Linked DNA regions of Mus musculus: region 2 is linked to region 1. A link is a contact called in public HiChIP or PLAC-seq data. All regions are on one chromosome and are shown on one strand. The core of a region is the stretch at or near the end of the contact, and the rest is flanking DNA. Distances in the headings are between cores, read along the strand shown.

Region 1 (5,992 bases), core at 1,453-3,952:
TGCCTGGGGTCAGTGTTATGTGATGGCCTACCATAAAAGAACATTTATTAATATTAATAATAACATTAATTATTAGTTCCACTATTAATAATATGGAATTAATAATTCCATGTTAATATGGAAGCTAGCTCAGTCCTTCCATAACTCAGAAAGGTGAGTAGAGCATTTGTTCTTAGAGACTAAGGAACAAATCTGTATGGACTATTACTGAGCAACTTCTTGGAGTAGAAACCCCTGCATGTTTAAGAAATACAGATTCAGTCACGCTTTGAAATCCTGGCCGGACCTTGGTGGCAGTCACTATACACCATGCGGGTGCTACATAAACTCATTTATTGGCGCCCCCAGCATGTACTGAACACCTATCGTGTACCAAGCGTACGGCAGGCACTAGAAATGCCCAGGCACTAGAAATGCCCAGCCACACTTTTACCCAGTCGCTGCCTTCCTCTTCACAATCTGAGATTCAGAAGGATAACGTTAGACTTCTGGAGGCTGGCACAAACAATTCAAGGAGACAAGGAGACATTCTGGCTCATGATAGCAGAGTTTGGTCTACCTGGTGGGCTCCCTCACTTCTGGACTATGCTGAGGAAAGCTGCTCACCTCAGGGCAGCAGGGAAGTAGCCAGGAGGAGAGAGACAGGAACCAAGTTTAGCCCCACAGAACATAGCTCCAGTGACTTCTCCAGTTGGGTGCCCATATCCTCACATTTCCAAAACAGCACCACCAGCTAGGGACTAGGCTTTCAACATATAAGCCTGCAGGGAATGGTTCACATTCAAAATGAAAAAGAGCTAAACAAGAATCGCTTCCACCATGACAACTTGTAATGAAGTGAGTTTTCTGATTAAGAACTCATGTAACTAACCGAGCAAAACAAATGGGCAAGGCAGCCCCAGCTCATGAAATAACGAGAATTGTGATCCAAGTGGAGGGAGTCTGAGTCTTCCTTTAGTGACTGACCTGGTGGTGGTGTCATCGAGGCTCAGCGTCGCTGAACCTTTAGAAAAGAAAATGACCCTGAGCTGGAGGGCTGTGAACGATGTACAACGGGGATGTCCTGGCCTAGTGCTGGGTCCTTGCCCTCTCCCCTCCACCTTCCTCTTCTTTAAGGCCCTTGCTCTGTTATCTTTAATGATGAAATCCTCTTGTCAGGAAGGTCTTTGTAATTGCTAATGGAATTCTGTGATTAATATCTACCTAACCAACTTTACCCCCTTGGCTATTTCCTCCTTTCCTAAAAGACTGCTAAAGGCTGGGAGTTCTGATTCATTTACTGCCTTTGAGACAGAGGGGACTCAGGAAATGGGTTCAAGGAGCTAGATATTAGGGCTGCAGAGAAGTTCACTGAGGTGACACAGGTAGCCAAGGCAACAGAGAGAGCTGGTGGAGACTTTTATAAGGTAGAAGTCATAGTTTAAAAAACAAAGTGCACATGGGGAATCACAGAGGTCCACATGGGATGCTGGCTTCTGTGCGCAGCAGGAGCAGTGCTGAAGCAGGGCAGGAAGAGGCCTGCTGAATATGTGGGTGTATCTGTTGGTGATTAGCTGTGCTGACCAGGCCTTGGGAGACAGAAGAGGATCAAGGTCTGGGAGCCAGGGACAAATGGAGGTCAAAGACTTGAGGGGAGCACCCAGGCCAGTGGTGCAAGTGACACCTGTGTAAGTGAGCAGGGAGGCTGCAGGGCAGGCAGAAGCAGGGAACATGGAGCTGGGGCCTGGGAAGAGCAGACAGACTCTGCAGAATTGGCAGGCCACTATCTTCCCTGTGCACACAAGCCCTGCCGTATCCTAAGGTCTCTGCCCTATTTTAACCACAGTGTTAATTCCATCCTACGCTTGCACAAAAGGATGGGATGCCATCATGCCTTAGCCGCAGTCTGTAACAGTGCTTCCTTTTCCTCTGGGCTGACCAAAGTCCCCTTATGTCTGACTGCCGAGAAGCCATGCCCTTTCTGTTCTGACCCTTGCAGGATCTGAGGAGTGTCATGGGAGCCTGGCCTGTTCTTTTGTTGTGTTAGAAGTCCAGGAAGCCTGGGGCATCAACATGTTTCCTGACATTCGGAGTTGACTAGAATCACTTAAAACCCTTCACTGACAACAGAAAAGTCGTCTTCAAAGCACTGACCTGCTATCAACCACTGTCACTGTGGATAAGGTGGAAATGTACGCGCATGCCCAGCAAGCATGCCACACACCTACACTGCTTGGGAGCTCACCCCCTCAAAGCTCTTAACAGCCTCCAGGGGAACCATGTTAAAACAGCGCAATTAACTAGAACGGCTACAAACTCAATAACTCACCTACCTAATGAGGCAATACAAGGAAAATTGGGCCTATTTTAATAAGAATTTAAAAGAGAGCCAGGAAGTAAAGGTCAGATGCCATTTCTGGATCCCAGTTCTTTTATCCTCCCTGCCTATGCTAAAGTAGTTAAAACCAAGGAGACAATACACACTGTGCAATTCTTTATAAATCCAAGGAGGCAGCCAGTCATATTACTGCACCCAAGGGCAAGTGGCTCTTTCTGACCCATCCCCCACACTAAGTGCCTCCCCAGATCTATTTCTGAAGGTTTTATTATGCAAACCTGAATGGATTTCAATTACAATAATTCTTTTCCTTCCCCACCCAGACTCACAAAAGAGGAACCAATTACCAGCAGTTTGAGGTTCTGAGAGCAGTTCTGTTTCCCCCTCCTCTCCAGAGTCTGGAGTCTAGAGGCTCTCCTTTCTCAACCCCTCCTATTGGCTGAGAGGCCATAGCTGGCTTATGAAACCATGGTATTCAGCAGGACCTCTCCACCAAGGAGGAGCTCTCTCTCCCAGGGCTCATTTGGTGAAGTGCTTGCCCAACAGTCAAAAGTCACACATGTGGTGCTTGCCTACAGTCCCAGTGATGACGAGGCAGAGACAGGAGGATTCCTAGAACCAGCCACTCAGTGGAAGACCCTATCTTAAAAATTTGGGTGGAGAGCAATGGAGACACAGACTCTGGCCTCTCCATGTGCTTGCACACAAACAAACATGCATACATACAGCCCTCCTATTGTCAAGTTCACCCCAAGACTTCTAGAAAGGGCTGGGTTGTGTGGCCAAGGCACAGATATACAAAACTGCCAGCAATATTGTTATGAGACAGAATTAACACTTTTCAAAGCTGACTATTTAATTGTAGGGTCTATGATAGGCATAAAAAGCCATCTCTCAGTATCTGAGAGGGGATTAGGCCCAGAGCCTGGCAGAGATAACAAAATATGTAGCTGCCAAGGTCCCTTAAGTAAAATAGCACAGTATTTGCACATAATCCAGAAATAACCTCCCATATTCATTAAATCATCAAGCCACAGTACACAGCGCTGAGGAAGAAGAGACAGACAGATCTCTTTGTGAGTTCAAGGCCAGTCTGATCTCACAACAGATCCAAGCCATCCAAGGGTGCTTGTCTCCAGCCAATCAATCAACAAATCAATCAATCAACAAATCAATCAATCATCTCTAGATCACCGTAATAACTGCAATGTAAAAGCTGTATGAGAAAGCTATATTGCTTGAGAAATAATGACTGACACACACTCAAAAGAGACTGCACATGCTCACTACTGACAGTTGGTGTGTCTCACATTCTCAATCCACAGTTGGTGGGTCTCACATTCTCAATCCACAGTTGGTGGGACCACCACGCGGATGTAGAGCAGCAGCAGTCTTACTACTACTGTCCTTCCATCTGGCCCTTATACACAGCCAGAGTGGGTGATTCAAGTCCCACTATTTTATAGACCAGGCAGCTGAGGCTCAGAGAGAGAATTTAGAATGTGCCCAAGACCGCACATGATTAGCAGTGAGCTACCTGTGCCACCAGACTAAATTGCCACTGCAGTTGCTTGGGGCAGGTCCTGAGGTGACAGGGCTGAGAATGGACTTAAGGCAACCAGCATGTAAGACAAATCTAAAACTTGCTAAGAAAGAAAAGGGGACGTTCTAGGCAGTTTCCAGACTGGGGAACGAACTCCCTTTGCATGATGATTAATTAGGAATCTGAGTACCAGCAGAAGCTTGTCCTGAGCAAGCCTTACCTATGATGAAGCTCTGTGCATACTGGGCCCCTGAGGGTACAGCTACTATCATCTCTAAGCCAGAGTGACAGAATCCAAGGTGCCTAGCAAAGGTCTTACTTCTACTTCAGAAGAACCTGGAAGAAAGACCCTTATTAAAGGCATACATCACTGAGAACCATCGTGTGAACTACTCAGCTATGTGCCTTTAGCAAGTTGGGGAGAGGCTCAAGCCTGTGCTGACCTTCATGAAATCTTCCAGGGAAGGTGTTAAAACTAGCAGCCTCCAAACATTTATTGTGCTCTTATTTACACATCAAGCACCAGGCTAGGCAGTGGGACCCAGAGATGACAAGCACCGATTTTTTAATGTCATGGGTTGGGGACCAAGTCTTAGAATCAAGATGCATTAATTAGAGGGCCTGTCTAAGAAAGAGACATCCAACTAAGGATGACCAGCTGCTAGCCAGACCAATCGATGAGCACTAAGTACTGCCAACAGTGGAAGGGGCCAATGGAAGCCTGAGAGGAACCTAGTCACAAGCAATCCTGATGGTGAGAGGTCACGGTGCTCTGCTGTTGCACACAGACCTGGCACACTTGCATCAGAAGGGCATGGACAGCAGTCAGAGCACAGGGCTTGCACAGGGGACAAGGCAGGGTAAAGAAACCTGCATGATGTGCCGTATCTAGTCTTCCCGCCATTTAAAGATTATGGGAGTTTGCCAGGATGCGCAGCTGGAGGGTGGCAGAAGGCAGGGCGGTGCTTTGTCCTTGGGCCTTCCTTCTACTTCTGGGTGCTGCTGTGTGCAGGATGCACGGCTTATCCTCGCTAGCCTTCTAGGAGCTGTCTTCCCAAGCCATTGCCCCCACTAATATAATGTTATCAGATTCCTAATGTGGGCACTCTAAAGGCAATGTTCTGTCACCAGCATGCCACCGGGCACATTTTTCAGCAGGAAAACAGCTGCTCGCTGAATCTGTCACTTCCTCTTCTCAGATCCCTGCACATGAACAAGAGCTGGCTCAGGGCTGTTTTCCTTCACCCTCTCTCCACGCATGCTCAAAGCAGCGTCAAGGCTCTCAGCAGAAGCCAGCAGGTTGGACACAGCAGTGTGAAGAGTCGCCGGCTTATGAAGCAGTTTTGGCAACTAGGGCTCAGACCTCAGGAGTTGAAGACACAGACATCACAGCTTAGTTCACTGGTCTCATTCCCTCAGATTTCAGACCAAGGGTCTGGATGGGGCCAGCTAGGGGCAGGAGGAGACGGCTCAGTCAGTAAAGTGCCTGCCTTGCCAGAGTGAGGACCCGAGTTTATCCCCAGAACCCAAGTGAAAGTGGTGGTACTTGTACTGGGGCAACAGAGATAGGAGGACCTCTGGGGCCTGCTGGCCACACTGGCTTAGCCAATTAGTGAGCCCCAGGCCAGAGGGTCTCTGTGTGTCTTAAGAAACAAAGTAGACAGCTGCCAAGGAGCAAGTTCTCTGATCTCCCCATGTATACACACACATATATGCACACACATATATCCACATAAATACACAAGAACTCACACACTGGCCCCTGTCTGAGCTGATTTTCTTTAAGATTAAGCAAAGATACCACCATCTTCTCCACTGGTGGTGAGGCCTAAACCAGACTGTGAGCAACATGGCTCGAGCAGAACCTGGCACCACCCAACAGTGGCTGCCATAAGCTTGTCTAGATATCCAGGCCCTCATTTCTCTTCCCAGGGCCTCTTCCAGCTGAGTTCTACAGAGAAAGAAAAAGGCTGGCAGCGGGGTTAACTTGTTTACAGCTAGCTTGGTCAATATCCGACGGGAATCTGATGAGGTCTCTAACTTGTTCTCGTCTGAGTGCTGCCTCTAGAGAGTTCATATGATCACTCAAACGATCTTCAAGTTTCGGGAGACAGGGCCAGGTCTACTTGAGA
Region 2 (5,865 bases), core at 313-2,812, 310 kb before region 1:
TTTCCCCTTTAAAAACTTCCCTTTGTTCCCAGTGTTGATATACCCATGGCTTCCAATGGCTGCAATCTCAAAGCACAAGACTCTGTCTCCCCTGTTTCAATGTAGCTCTGCCTTTTCCTAATAGAATACTATGATTCTTTAGAGAGTGAAAAAGAAAGAGAGAGAGAGAGAGAGAGAGAGAGAGAGAGAGAGAGAGAGAGAGAGAGAGAGAGAGGAAGGAAGGAAGGAAGGAAGGAAGGAAGGAAGGAAGGAAGGAAGGAAGGAAGGAAGAAAGAAAGAAAGAAAGGAAGAAAGGAAGGAAGGCAGGCCAAGCTTGAGGAAAGGCCCGAACTGAAGCCACTAGGAATGGACCAGCAAACTCCAACCCTTAGTGGTGGTTGTTGGTGTAAAGACCCAAAGTCCCAGGAGAATGTCTGATTGGCTGCGTTTGGCCTGCCCTTAGCTAGAATTGGATAAGACCATTTGATTGACAGTCTTAAGAGCTTGTAGAAAGGGACCATTATGCAGCTGCAAAACTTACTGGACCAACTGTGTCTTTAGAAGGTGCTATCAAGTCAGGCGGTGGTGGCACACGCCTTTAATCCCAGCACATGGGAGGCAGAGGCAGGCGAATTTTTGAGTTCGAGGATAGCCAGTGCTACACAGAGAAACCCTGCCTCGAAAAACAAAACAAAACAAAAAAAAAAGAAGGTGCTATCAATTTAGGCAGGAGAGATGCCCTTCCAGGTGTGAACCGAATCTCCAAGTCCTAGGGTGACAGTGAGATCTAGCCTCAGTGTCTCACGGATTGCTGCTACAAGCCCTCAGGAAGCTCAGGATACAGTACAGTGAATGTGTTTGAATTAGATGGACGACCTCAACTGGGGCCCTAGAGGCTCATTTGTTTCCATGAAAGGAGCGCTTGGCTCTGAATGACTGAACTGGGTGTGTCTTGCAGACACAACCCTGAGTCAGAGGGAGGGATGAGGAGCTGAGCAACCTTGCAGAATCCGGGCGGGTGGAGGACCCCAGCATCTCAGGCAGCTCCGCTGGGCCTTGGGAACTTGGGTGGTCACCTTTGTCCTTTCTCAGCTGACCTTCTGTTATATCCCAGTAGTGTTGACTGCCGTCCCCGTCTCTTCTGTGCTCTGACCTTGGGCCATTTGCTTCACCTCTCTGAACATTGGTGTATAGAACGCGACCTTTTTCAAGATGCGGTTCAGCAGCAAGCATCATTAATCCCAGACTCCCACCCCACCCCCGGAGGCAGAGGAAGGCAGATCTCTGAGAGTGCAAGGGCTAGCCTGGTCTACATAATGAGTTCTAGGCTAGCATAGTGAGGCTCTAACTTTTTTTTTTAAGACACTTAAACAGGACTGGGTGGTGTTCAGAAGCTCAGCGTGCAGCCGGGAAACCACAGGCTTCAGATGTGGAGGCCCCCGAGTCTTCTTTCTTCCTAGCCCCATTTGTGGCTTTGGCAGGGATATGGCGCCAATATTCACAGTATTTTCTTGGTTGACTGTGGGTGCAGGGGGCGTGTCCCTTCTCTGTACTTCCTCCACCCAAGTTACCAGCACTCCTCTATTCTGGTGAATCCCCGCGTTTCCCGCGTTTCCGTTTCCATAAGAGCTCGATTCTGAGAGCTCAGAACAGCTCATTCATTCCTAAATTAACCTTCTCCAAAGTGGGGCGGGAGGTCGCTTCTGCACTTGAAAACGTTGTCTCCTCCCAGGGAACACTGAAACCTTTAAGGGCAGCAACCCACCCCGACTGGGGCCGGCGCCCCTCCCAGAACCGCGGGCAGCTCTGGCTGGCTTTTTCCAAACCCTCCTCTGCTTGTTTACCTTCACTCTGTGAGCCCATGTTTACCGTCTGTCCCCACGCGACAGGGCTGGTTTGTAGAGCCCCCACCCCCGCCCTGCAAATTGCTCTCTTTGCTCAACACTGAGACTCAGAATTCCTTTGGGCTCAACACAGAAAACGAGCTACTCTTGCCCCCTCCCACCCCCGCCCTTTTTAAAAAAAAAAAAAAAAACTGAGGAGGGATTTAATTCAGGGCCAAGCTAGCCTTGTGCTCTGCCACTGAGCCATACTTCTAACCCGGTCTCTTTTTAAATTAAAAAAAAAAAATTCTTTAAAAAAAAGTGTGAGGGAGGTGCACATGCCCGTTTGTTAGTCTGGATGTGTGCAAACGCAAGTACACACAAGGTCTACATGAAATTTATTTTCTTGCTTGCTCTCCACCTTCATATTTATTTATTTATTTATTATTTTTGAGGCTGGAGAGATGGCTCAGTAGGGAGGAGCTCTGGCTACTCTTGCAGAGGACCAGGATTTGATCCCAGCACTCTACATGGCTGTTCACAACTGTCTCTAGCTCCAGGTCCATCTGTAAACAGAAAAATAAAGATATGTACATCTCTTTGAAAATGTCATACAAGCCCATCCTGAGTTCTTCACGCCCTTCCTCTCTCTCATTCGCTCTTACTCCTGCTAAAACCCTTCCTTTCTTAACAAGTCCAGTGCCTCTCCCCTCTTGATCCACCTAGTTTCACTGGGGTTGTTGCATGAACATGAGCAGGAGACTAGAATGTGGGCAACTTGGGAAAATGATACCTCCACCCCCACCCAAGTCCCGCCCCTAGTTCCTAGTCAGCTCCTCCCTCCTGCAAGATACAATGTCTGCCTTTGTTTTTTGAGTCAGGGTCTTTCACTGACCCTGAAGTGTAAGGCTAGACTGGCTGACCAATGAGCTTCAGGGTTCTGCTTTCAGCTCCGCCCCAACCCCAGTGCTGAGATTACTGGCACTCCACTGTGTTCAGTTTTATACAGGTTCTGGGGATCCAAACGGAGGTCCTCAAGTTTGCTTGGTAGGGCTTTACTGACTAAGCTATCTCCTCGGCTCCCTACCCCTCCCCTTCTTTTAGTTGCTATATTATCTTGGGCGTGGCTAGTTTATCAAAGCCCTCTTGGGCGCTTGGGTTGTGGCTGGTGTTTTATATAACATTTTGTGTTGTGCAAAGTGAGTTTCAAACTTTTTCCCAAATGAGGGTCTGAGGAGGTAGGCTGTTCCAGAAAGCATTTTTAGGACATCAACAAAGACTAAAGACTCTTACACCCAAAGCTCACATCCTGAGTTGAATTCAGTCCTCTGAACCTAGTCCTCTGACCTGTGTGTGTGTGTGTGTGTGTGTGTGTGTGTGTGTGTGTGTTTGTGTATGCGCTGGCTGTGGCACTGGCGTGTCCTCACAAGTACACAAATAAAGGAATACATGTGCTGTCAGGGGAGCTGCACATTTCAGGTGTGAGCTCTGCCGCTCACCAATGGCCAGATGTGCTTGGCTTCCTCTGCCTGTGGGTCAGGGTTTGCAAAGGCTTCCGAGCTCAGCCCTGGCTTTCTGCTTTTGTTTTTAATTCGCCGACACTATTCCTTCACATTCTGTCATCACATATATATCATTAGCTACAAATCACACGCCAGAAAAACGACATCCATTTAAAGTGGTTTTGGCAGGTTCACAAGTTTGGGCAGCCACCAGCACGCTCTAATTTTATAATACCTTCTTTACATGCCCAAAGGAACCCCTCGTCATTACCACCCATTCCGTGGCTTTTGGTGGCCAAGATCCACTCTGTCTCTGGACTCACAGAACCAGAGCTCTGTGGCACCAGGTTGGGCAGTGGAGGCTGGTTCTTCCTGCCCACATGCAATCCTGAAGTATCCCCGCCCTACCCCTGGTAAGCAACCTCCTTCTACCAAGTGTGATGTTAGACTCAGAGAGAGTTCTGTCTTGCTGACGCTGCCCATTCGCAGAGGAGCAAACTAAGGCTTGGAGTAGTATTGTTGAGAGCAATTGAAAGACAGGAAAAGTTTTGAGGCCATGAGGAGAGATGTGGACGTGACTTCAGTCTGTCACTGGCTGGAATCAATATTTATCCAAAGCTAATGGCGGTGACGGTGACCTGCATAAGAGACAAACTAGAGGTACCCCTTTCTGGTGATACCTCACACATGGTTGTTAAAACACCCAATGAACCATCCAAGATGCACTGTAACCTTATCACACTGCTTTCTGCAAGTCTGTGTGCTTCTCTGATGCTCACAGCCATGATTATAGCTCTATTTGTAATGTTTTTTAAAAAATTGAGACAGGTTTTTATGTAGCTCAGGTTAGCTGTCAGCTTCTCCATACAGCTGTACTTAAGATATTCAGATACATACAAATGCTTTTGAGTGTTTGTTTATTTGTTTTTCAAGATAGGGTTCCTCTCTTGAACTAGGACCTAGCTGCCCTGGAACTTATTTTTTAGACCAGGCTGGCTTCAAACTCACAGAAATCCATCTCCCTCTGCCTCCTGAGTGCTGAGACTAAAGCCGTGTGCCATCATGCCTTGCGATGCTTCTCTTTTTTTAAAGAATATTTTTATTTTATGTGTTTGGGTTTTTGCCTGCATGTATGTGTGCCAGGTGTATGCAGTACCAGTGGAGACCAGAAGAGGGCACTAGGACCCCTAGAAGTGGAGTTCTAGTGCTGAGGGGCCTTGTGGGTGCTGGGAACTGAACTCCGGACCTTTGCAAGAGCAATAAGCTCCTTTACTCTCTGAGGGCATCACTCCAGCTCCCCAGTCCTTTTCTTAATAAACCCCAACTTGGGCTCATCCTGGTTGGCCCTGGAATTCTTTGCTGTGTAAGCCAAGATCCAAGTTGCACCTAAGTAGACTTTTCTACTGGCAGTGTTCTGTTGCCTTCTGTGACACACCCAAGATCACAACAGAAAGTAGCTGGCAGAGCTAAACTTGAACCTATGTCCTGTTGCTGGGCTATGACACTGCTAATGGAAGGTTTAAAAGGGTTTGTAGGTAATTACTGCTAATTGTTATTTGGAATCTGGAATTACCTGGGAGATGGACCTCTGGGCATACCTGTGGGGGATTACTTTGAAAGTCATCGTCTATTGATATGGGAAGATCTAACCACTGTGGGCAGCACCATTCCTTAGTTGGAACTCTGGAGTGGATAGATCTTCCTCTTCTTCTTCTTCTTCTTCTTCTTCTTCTTCTTCTTCTTCTTCTTCTTCTTCTTCTTCTTCTTCTTCTTCTTCTCCTCCTCCTCCTCCTCCTCCTCCTCCTCCTCCTCCTCCTTCTTCTTCTTCTTCTTCTGCTCCTCCTCCTCCTCCTTCTCCTTCTTCTTCTTCTTCTGCTCCTCCTCCTTCTCCTTCTTTCTTCTTCTCCTTCTTTCTTCTTCTTCTTCTTTCTCATTGTAGATGCAACGTGGTCAGCTGCTTCAAATCACTGACCCCATACTTCCTCCAAAATGATGGACTATGACCTTGAACTGTGAGCTGAAGTAAACCCTTCCCTTTCAAGTTGCTCTTGTCAGAGGATTTTATCACAGGGACAGAAGAAAAGCTAAGACAGGAAGGCTAGAAATATATCTCAGTTGGTTCCATATCTGACGTGCAAGCGTGAGGACCTGAATGTTAATACCAGAATCCACATAAAAGCTGGGTACCACAGTACACACCTGGATGCAACCCCAGCGCTGGTCGGCACGGACAAGCAGAGGACGTTCGACACTGACCTCTGGACAGAGGCTGTTGGCCTTCCAGTCAGAGCATGGCATTCCACACCCTTCACCTCCCCAGCAGCCTGGATATGCCATCCTCTCTGAAGTTTCTGGACTACCCCTTGACATTTCCACCCGTCCCCTGTGCTAATGGCCCCACTCCACCCACCATTTCAGCCCAGGGGAGTGGCCCAACTGCCTTGGGTCCCTCACACCAGATCCTGCTCATCCCTGTTAGTCACCATTGGTAGAAAAGGAAAGGCCTCCTAGTACCCCGTCTCTGTCCCACCCTTGGCTCCCCTCCCTTTCATGAAACTCAG

Evidence for each region. HiChIP or PLAC-seq counts read pairs in DNA pulled down with a chosen protein or histone mark.
Region 2: a contact with region 1 is called in an H3K27ac HiChIP or PLAC-seq map of embryonic stem cells, with 5 read pairs. The contact joins two enhancer-like sites.

The regions. Positions count from the first base shown.
Region 1 is chr2:157,837,516-157,843,507 of GRCm38.p6, reverse strand. The region is part of intron 11 of Ctnnbl1 (catenin, beta like 1); the gene reads right to left. Among named protein-coding and RNA genes, the nearest start is that of Vstm2l, 74 kb to the left of the region's middle. Within about 2 kb of position 2,702, at least 53 of the 459 cell types and tissues checked have an H3K27ac peak or open chromatin away from gene starts, as enhancers often do. A contact at or near this core is called in embryonic stem cells, where this site is marked.
Region 2 is chr2:158,149,913-158,155,777 of GRCm38.p6, reverse strand. No RefSeq gene overlaps it. Among named protein-coding and RNA genes, the nearest start is that of Tgm2, 6.5 kb to the right of the region's middle. Within about 2 kb of position 1,562, at least 158 of the 459 cell types and tissues checked have an H3K27ac peak or open chromatin away from gene starts, as enhancers often do. A contact at or near this core is called in embryonic stem cells, where this site is marked.